Linked DNA regions of Sus scrofa: all the other regions are linked to region 1. Evidence: chromatin contacts called from public Hi-C data. All regions are on one chromosome and are shown on one strand. The core of a region is the stretch at or near the end of the contact, and the rest is flanking DNA. Distances in the headings are between cores, read along the strand shown.

Region 1 (2,700 bases), core at 16-2,515:
TCACTTAATCCTCAAATCAACCCTATGAGTTAGATACTATTATTATCTCCATTTTATAAGCAAGGAAACTAAGGCTTAGAGATGGTAAATAATTTATACAAAAGTACACAATAGTAATTGGGAAGATCTGGTCCTTAAACCCAGACAACCCGACTCCATTCTGCTATGCATTTTCTCCACACAGCTGTGGTGCCTTTGGTTTCTCAGTCATGCCCAAAAAATCAGAGGTGTCTCATTTAGCTTAGTTCATGGTGGCTGCTTTCTGATCTTCAGGGACTTACACTTCTAGGCTCCTTTTTTTATGTGAAGCCAGGCAAAGTGGCTGTAATGAAACAGTCTGAAGCTCTGTCACATCTGAGTCCACCGCATTCATGAGGAACTAGCCCACGCTGACAGGTTAGGGCTCCGTGAAAATGAGCAGCATAAATATCAAAACAACCCATAATAGAAGATTTATGAAAAACATTGATATTATGATCCATTTCTGGTTTGCGGATAGTAACACAGATAATTCAAAGCATTTACATCTTTGTCGCTCAAATAATAAACAAGAGAACAAAAACTGTGCAAGGCACTGTAATAGATGCTATGGGTATTCACTCCAGGGCTTTGGAAAAAATGTCTGTGGATCTTTAGAAGCTTTATGATATACACACTACTGCTTAATATTTTAATTATGACTCAGTTTTTAATTCTAATCACACAAGTCTATAGTGAGAGAGGTCAGTATGGAAAGTACTACATGCCACCAAAAGGAAATACACCTAAAGGAAAAAAGCCTCCATCCAAAATGAGTTGAGGATACTTATGTTAATTGGAAGTTAATAACTCTAGACCTACTATGATCATATTCACAGCCTCAAGACAACAGTGCTATAAGTAATGATAAAATAAAATTCCTTCTACAGCAGTAAAACATTTAGTCTTTTTAATACTGTTCTTGGTTGGGGGGGAGAAAAAATTGTCAACAAACATACGAATAATCTCTATTAAACTACTGAAAAGTGGAAAAAAGCTACCAAGAAAAGTGATTTTCTATCCTTTGTTAAATAACTTAAACATTTATCTAGACAAGTATTACATTTAAGGAGCCAAATTCTGCCTCAAAGGGAACCCAGCTGGCCATGAAATATAATCTCTTTAGCTGGATGAAGGATAAACAAAGTTTAGTCCTTCGTGCAGAACATGCAATGAAGACAGAAAACACCCTGCCCTGGGATTTGTCCAGAGCAGGTGTCAGCAGGCTCTAAGATGGCTGCCAAGTCTTTATTTACTCACTCTCTCATGAACTGGAAGAAGGAAGGATTCTAGTATCTGCAGGTCACTCACACACATATGCCCAGAAGTGGATGCACTTTGAGGCAGCTAGGTTAAATCTATAAGCAAAAACACTGTGAAAAGCACCTAGTTTATGTTTGCTACTCCACCAAAAATGTTGAGGTAGGGCCTCCCCCTCCCCAAGAACCTCTCTTCCTACAATTTCAGTTACTGCTCCTAAAGCTTCTTTAGAGTCCTCAAGAATTTCCTTTCATAATGCAAATACCCTTAAGACAGACCATACGTACATTTATTATTGCAAAAGCCTTAGAGAAGCTGAAAGAGAGCTAACACTCAAGAATAGTTATGATGTTATAATCCAAGGGAAGAACAATTCAGTTCTATGATGTTTTTATCTGGTCCCACTGGTGTGGCTATAGGGAGCAGGGTGACAAGGGAAGGCAAAGAATGCTGTTGGTGGAGAAAGAAAGTAGCTGCTTAGTTTTTTTCTGTTCTATGTTTATCAGTGTTAAGATCTCAGAGGAATGTGTAATAAATCAGCTTTGAGGCTAGAATATCACAATTATATTTTACATGCATTTATACTACTGCGTGGGTCAGTAAACAGGAATAATTGATTTCCGACCAGAAGCAGAGCACTGTATCCAGGATTTATAGGAACAGCAAACAGTATAGTTTGGTTTGCCTCTAGTTTGCTAGAAAACATAATTTTTTACTACTATTTACCTATACACCAGAGCCAAGTGGAGCAATGCAATTAAAGTTTTCTAGGCCATAATGAATAAAAAGAGTGTTACAGGTACTTGGGTCAATTAAAGAAACATTTACTTTTTCTATTTAACTCCTTAATATATATATTTCTTTTCTTTCTTTTTTTTTGTTTGATCCTAAATAAATTTTCTTTAGTCTATATATAAGAACAGAAATAACATATAATATTATATAAGATCGATGACAGAATACTAGAGAACTTTAAAAAGCTTTATAATTTGATAAATCCTGTATAAATAGTAACTCACAGCTACCTTCAGACTCTCTACAATTGAGGGGTTTTAGCCTATTCTCCTAGTTTCTCCGTCTTCCATATCCAACCATATCTGTAAGACATTTTGTTGTTGGTCTTTGCTACCCAATAGCACCTCTTGCTTCTTTAAGTTAAAGTACACAGTTTTCTTTGGCAAACTATATACTTTCCAAATCTCAACCTGTGTATTTTGGGAGGCATGCTATCCTGGTCCCTGATCCATCAGAGCAAGAGATATCTCTATGAGACTGGGTCAGGGACCACATGAACCAATTGGTCCCATTACAATGGCTCCTGGAATTTATGTGAAATTGCCAGGGAAGACACTTTCTTCCATTTCTTCTGGACTTGAACACTGCAGTAGTTAAGCCTAGAGCCAGTGTGAGAATGAAGCCTAC
Region 2 (2,700 bases), core at 73-2,572, 660 kb after region 1:
TCCTTATAGCTATGTGTATGTGTATGTGTACATCTGTTTGTCTGTAATGTATCATGTCTAGATCTACGTACTTTTGCTAATTTTGATTTATTAATTTATATTGGTAGAGAGATTAGTGCCAAAATTCATTAGAAGGAGAAAGAGTTATCTTTACAGCACCTTGTACAAGGCAGCTCTAAAATAAGTGCCTTTTGAATTAATCCTTATTTTATTTCATCTATAAGCCCTAATTTCCCATGTCTAAAGTGAGTCTAGAAGTGTAAGGATCCATTATTCAGTAGTGTCTTCACCATAGAGCCAGCATTTGGAGAAGCCATTTTGGCCCATATTGGCCTGGGTTGCCTGGCTTTGTCAGGTCCCGAGAGATTCATCCAGACTGGAGCTCTGAATGATTACAGACTTCATCAGGGAGGTGGAAGAGAAGATGCTAAGAATTTAGAGTAGCACTTTGCCAGGTACACTGGTGCTCTGAGCATCTGCTAAAGGCAGGTAAGTTAAGCATAGTACCACTAGGGCTATGGTGAGAAACTGAGGGAGCCAAGACCATTTTGGCCACGCAGAGAGTATTTCCTAGAGTAAGAAGGAGTGGCGGATGAAAGGAGCAAGAGCTGTGGGCAAGACTTAGAGGAGTGACCGGCTCCGAAAGCAAGAGAATAAGATAAATGGATGGGGCAGAATCTGATTTGAAAGTTTCAAGATCACCCTCAAGACCAAGAGCAGGAGCAGAGCTGTAGCTTTGTTGTCTTCAGGGTGTCGACAGGAGACCTGAAAGATCATGGAGAGGACATTTTGCCCAGAGCGTGAAGGTCCTCAGTTTCTAGGCTTTTATTCATCAGTATCTGAGTGTTGAATGAATCTGTCCTTGATTCTAACCTCTTTTCTTCTACATCCTTCTCATATGCCCTTACTGGCCAGGTAAACACCAAGGAAATGCAGGTTACAAACAAAAGAGAGAGCTGAGGTGTTCAGGGTGGTGTGCTCTCTAAAGGTTCACATTTGTCTTTTCATTAGCTGTCTTTCCCATAGGAAAACTTTAGACTTATTTGATTGCAGTAACATGGGAAGTTTGCAGTCCTTCTGTACAATCATAAATTGAAAATGCTCTGAAACAGTTTTTTAATATAATTTTGTGGCAGACTCATTTTGGTGGTAAACCTGACCCACACTGACAGGATGCTATTTGCAGCCTTTATGCACCTTAGTGAGAATATTCACATGTTTGGTGGCAAAAAAAATATTCCGTGTGTTTGATTACAGAGGGATTCCACGCCCCGCTGTGGGCAATAAGCAATTTATGGAAAATGCATCTTACTATGATTCTGAAATTAGAAAAATTCTGAATTCCAAAAACATCTGGCCCCAGGGGTTTTAGAAAAGTGATCGTCAACCCATAAATGTTTTTCCGTAAATGTTGGTGTATTTATTTATCCCTTAAGGAATGAATGTTTGCTTCGTTCTTCTCCTACAAAGAAAACAAAGTGGGGAGGGGAGAACAAGACAAATCCAAATGGCGGCTCTCAGGCCAGTAAACAGTAGCTGAAGCTTTGTGGGTGTCTAAGTCCTTAACAGAAGTAGACCTTTTAAAGGACACAAATCTAGATCTGTACTTTTCCTGCAATTAAAAATTTTTATGGATTTCGCTGTGGATCTGCATCATCCTGTTCTCCAGCTTTGCAGCTGCCTGAGCTGTAAAAGAGCTGCAAAGCCTAAAATGTCTTACTTGTGGGACCAGAGCGCCACCTTTCTTCCAGACTTGGAATGGAAGCTTTACTCATAGCCACCGGCTGACTTGCCCGTTGAAGCCATTCAATCCACAAGATTTTCAAGGAAACAATTTCTTGACACTCAAATCATAAAGGAAGAGTTGCAAAGAGGGCAAGAAAGTGTGTTTCCTTCTCTTTGGTCCCTGAGCAATTAAATTCGTAACCTAATCTGATGTTAGGGAGTGTGAGCCATAAACCCTGTGTTTAATTAGTTTGCACCTGGAGAGTCATTTTACACACTAGACATTTTAATTTACAACCTCCTGCATTGCAGCACTTTTTTAGGCCTTCAGCTATGTAATAAGGTATTCTGCTAGCTGCCGAGGCTTTAAAAATATAGATACTCTTAGTTCAGATATTTTTCCTTTCTTTTCTGTTTTCAGTTGCAAATCAAACATGCAGTTACAGAAGCAGAGATTCAGAAATTGAAGACCAAGGTAAGTACCAATACACAGTGTTTGAATTGTCCTTTTTAAACTTCAGATGCTATGAATAAATTCAACCCTAGGACTAAAAGATTTGTTTCTGTACATTTGAAAGAATCCTAATGCGAAAGATTGACTTCCACTGTTAGTGGAAAAACCTACCAGTGCACACCCTTGTGGGGTCAGTGCCACCATATCCCTCAGGAAAAGTAGCACAATATTTTATAATTGCATATTTACATGCTTGCACATATGTGGCCAGTTCACTCTGAGCTTTCCTCAAAAAGTATGTGTTCATAATAGTTCAACCATGTGACTTACATTTTGCCCCTAATTCCTTAAGCACAAGTTTTTACTATAGCTTTCTTTTTATATATCTTATTTTAAATAAGTTTAATCATTTATTTATTTTGACTTATTCTTCAGAAACAATGCATTTTAACATAACACATTAATTATTTTTCATAGGGAAAATTTCCAATTTCTAGTAATTAAATATTTTGAAATTTAAT
Region 3 (2,700 bases), core at 101-2,600, 870 kb after region 1:
TTTTTAAAAAAATCCCAAACAGGCATGTGGTTAAGATAAAAAAAAAAATATCGTGATGTCCCTGGTCAAATATAGAAATATAGAAATAATCATCAGGGAAGAAGGACTTGGGGGTATTTTTGTGGTATGATCCTTAGGATGAATTGGCTTTCTCTAACCTGGCAAATATTCTATAGTGCCCATAAACAAATTGTTCTTTAGGCATGGTCCTCAGACCAGCAGCATTGGTATTGAACAAAATCTCAGGTCTCACCTGAACGTAATCAGAATTTTGAGAATTGAAGCCCAGCAGTCTGCAATGTAACAAGCCTCCAGAGGGTTCTGAAGTACCTTAAAGTTTGAGAACTGTTATAATAGTGCAGTCTGCCAGTAGAATACGATAGGTCATCAATTATATTTAATGACTAGCTTTTCTTTCACAGTTCCTCCCTGTGCCTAGCTGGATATAGTTGGGAGTCTTGGCAGTCCTCAGTGACCCCCATTGCCTATGGAATTTTATAGGAACTGCTCTCTCTGCATTCAAGGACTCCTGTAATGATAGACTCAAATCAGGCCTCCAGTGTAACCTTCTACTTCCCCTGTTTGTATTCGTTCTGTTTTAGTAAAATTGGGTTACCATTCTCTCCCCTGTGGCCTCATTCAGGAGAGACCGTTGACATAGCTTAAGACAGGGGAGAGCCTTTGGTGAATGGAGATTTAAGGGAGAGCACATTTCTGGTTGGGGCTGCAGAGTAACCAAACACATCGTTACCCAATGGTTTTGGTTCCTATCAATATCAAATATAATTCCCCCTGTGAAATCTTTCTCCATCCTTCAACCAGAAGATGTGAGCGCTCTCTTTTATAATGCCCAGCCCCTCACCTCCTGTGTTTTGTATTTTCTCAGTAACTTCTATTCGGCCCTGTTGTGCAGTGGAAATTGTCTCATTTCCTTGAATCGACTATAAGTACGGGGGGCCGGGGGGGGAGCCTATTCATTTTGCTGCCACACCTACCAGAGTGTCAGATACATAAATAATAACTCTGTCAGTCATTGTTTATTTATGGTATGTGGTGGCAGGTCTGCCAGGCAAGCCTAGAGTGTCACCCAAGAGCTTCTGGCTAAGGCTGTTAGCTGTATGAGTTAGGTGTACATTGCATGCCTGTCCCAGAGTGTTCCCTTTCAGGTGACTGACATTCATTCTTGTGAGATTTATAGAAAGTACACAGCCCATGTTTAAAATACAAAATCCACCTAGAAAAGATCAAGAAATGGAAAGAAGATCTGGAGGACGAGACTAGCTCTTTTACCCCCTGGCGCTATCAAGGGGCAGCGTTAAGAGACACTAGAAAGGACCAGGGCTGAGAAACAGGAACAAATCTTTGATTTCACAGTCTTGCCTGGAGCCTTGACTGACAGTAGCTGCTGCTTTAACCTCCATCTGTAGCTTCACGCCTTTTTAGAAGAGACTCAGAAAATCTCACTCTCATCTTATAGGGAATATTTTCAGCCTAAGAGGAAAATTGTAAGCATGAGAAGCAGACTCGCCTTGCTTTCCCACACCCAAGACAGAGACTTCTAAGACAATAATGATCTGGAAAAAAATCTAAAGACACACAGTGCAAAATATATTTAGTTTATTATTTTAAGTCCTCTTCTTAACACCGTTGCAGTGAAGACAAACAGTAAACTGACAACCGCCCCATCCAAACAACGTTTAACTTGTATTTATGTATTTGTTAGCCATTCACACCTTGAAATTCATTCTGATCCATGGCAAATTCTGAACAGAGAAATTCATGTAGGAAAATATGATCACGAAAGATATGGTTTAGGTGGATGAAACCCCTAAATTTTTAATCCATATTTGTGGTTTAATCAAGATCACATTTTGTCTGCATTGGCTCGGGTTGTTTTTTTCCTGGGAATACAGCAGCTATTTTTCCAGGTTCATTTACCAAGGAACACTGCCATCATGAGGCCTAGTGTGTTAAAGACAGATCAGAAAAGACCAGTAGCAGCATGGCTTTAGTTTTGATTCTCCAGAAAAATGTTTATAGCTTTTAAATGTGCTTTGCTGTTTGAAGCCGTTTTTGTTGATTCCTTTCTGAAAGAGCATTCTTAAAATATTTGCCAAAGGATGAACTCTGTGTCAGCTTGCGAATCCCTCAAATACACAGAGACCATAAACAGAATATCATATATAAAACAATAATTGAACACTGCTTGTTTTACAAATCTGTAAAGTTTTCAAAAATTTATCCACTTTAAAGTGAGCAGGATAACTTTCTCGTGCACAATCAAGGGACTGCCTATTGTTTTCTTTACTCTGAGAAGTCTGTTCAGGGAGAGGAGATGTAAAACAATTACTCTAGAGAGGCAGAATCACCTTGTTCAAAAGCTAAAATATGAAGCTTGACACTAGATCAGAGTCTCTATTTTGCCACTAATTAACTGTAGAATCTTGAGCAAGTCACACAAGTTATCTGTTCTTGGTACTTTTTTTCTTAAATGAGTAAGTTTGATACACTTAAGTCAAAACCTTTTTCCAGTTTAAAAATTCTATAATTCTACTTGACAAGTAAACAAGTTTTTTAAAAGGCAAGAATGTTGTTTTTCTTTAGATAGATTATTTTCCTCTGGTTTTCCTGTAACTGAAGCTTTGTCTGCATGATTCATCATGCAAAATTTTCTCTCTAAGAACCCAGAGATTATGTGTT

What was found. Hi-C and Micro-C count contacts between places; a contact is called where the count stands out from the background.
Region 2: a contact with region 1 is called in a Hi-C map of fetal skeletal muscle, with 2.9 times the contacts expected there. The contact joins two enhancer-like sites. A contact is called at or near these places in 18 of 47 Hi-C or Micro-C datasets (adipocytes, alveolar macrophages, brain and 11 more) and 1 of 2 datasets of contacts at active chromatin or transcription factors (skeletal muscle).
Region 3: a contact with region 1 is called in a Hi-C map of fetal skeletal muscle, with 2.4 times the contacts expected there. The contact joins two enhancer-like sites. A contact is called at or near these places in 1 of 5 promoter capture datasets (fetal skeletal muscle), 12 of 47 Hi-C or Micro-C datasets (alveolar macrophages, embryonic fibroblasts, epiblast stem cells and 7 more) and 1 of 2 datasets of contacts at active chromatin or transcription factors (skeletal muscle).

The regions. Positions count from the first base shown.
Region 1 is chr9:74,230,551-74,233,250 of Sscrofa11.1, forward strand. No RefSeq gene overlaps it. Among named protein-coding and RNA genes, the nearest start is that of CASD1, 45 kb to the right of the region's middle. Within about 2 kb of position 1,266, at least 2 of the 83 cell types and tissues checked have an H3K27ac peak or open chromatin away from gene starts, as enhancers often do. A contact at or near this core is called in fetal skeletal muscle, where this site is marked.
Region 2 is chr9:74,889,314-74,892,013 of Sscrofa11.1, forward strand. It overlaps PPP1R9A (neurabin-1), which reads left to right. Exons shown (of 19, transcript XM_021063384.1): 8 at 2,147-2,200. Among named protein-coding and RNA genes, the nearest start is that of PON1, 84 kb to the right of the region's middle. Within about 2 kb of position 1,323, at least 13 of the 83 cell types and tissues checked have an H3K27ac peak or open chromatin away from gene starts, as enhancers often do. A contact at or near this core is called in fetal skeletal muscle, where this site is marked.
Region 3 is chr9:75,097,216-75,099,915 of Sscrofa11.1, forward strand. No RefSeq gene overlaps it. Among named protein-coding and RNA genes, the nearest start is that of ASB4, 12 kb to the right of the region's middle. Within about 2 kb of position 1,351, at least 9 of the 83 cell types and tissues checked have an H3K27ac peak or open chromatin away from gene starts, as enhancers often do. A contact at or near this core is called in fetal skeletal muscle, where this site is marked.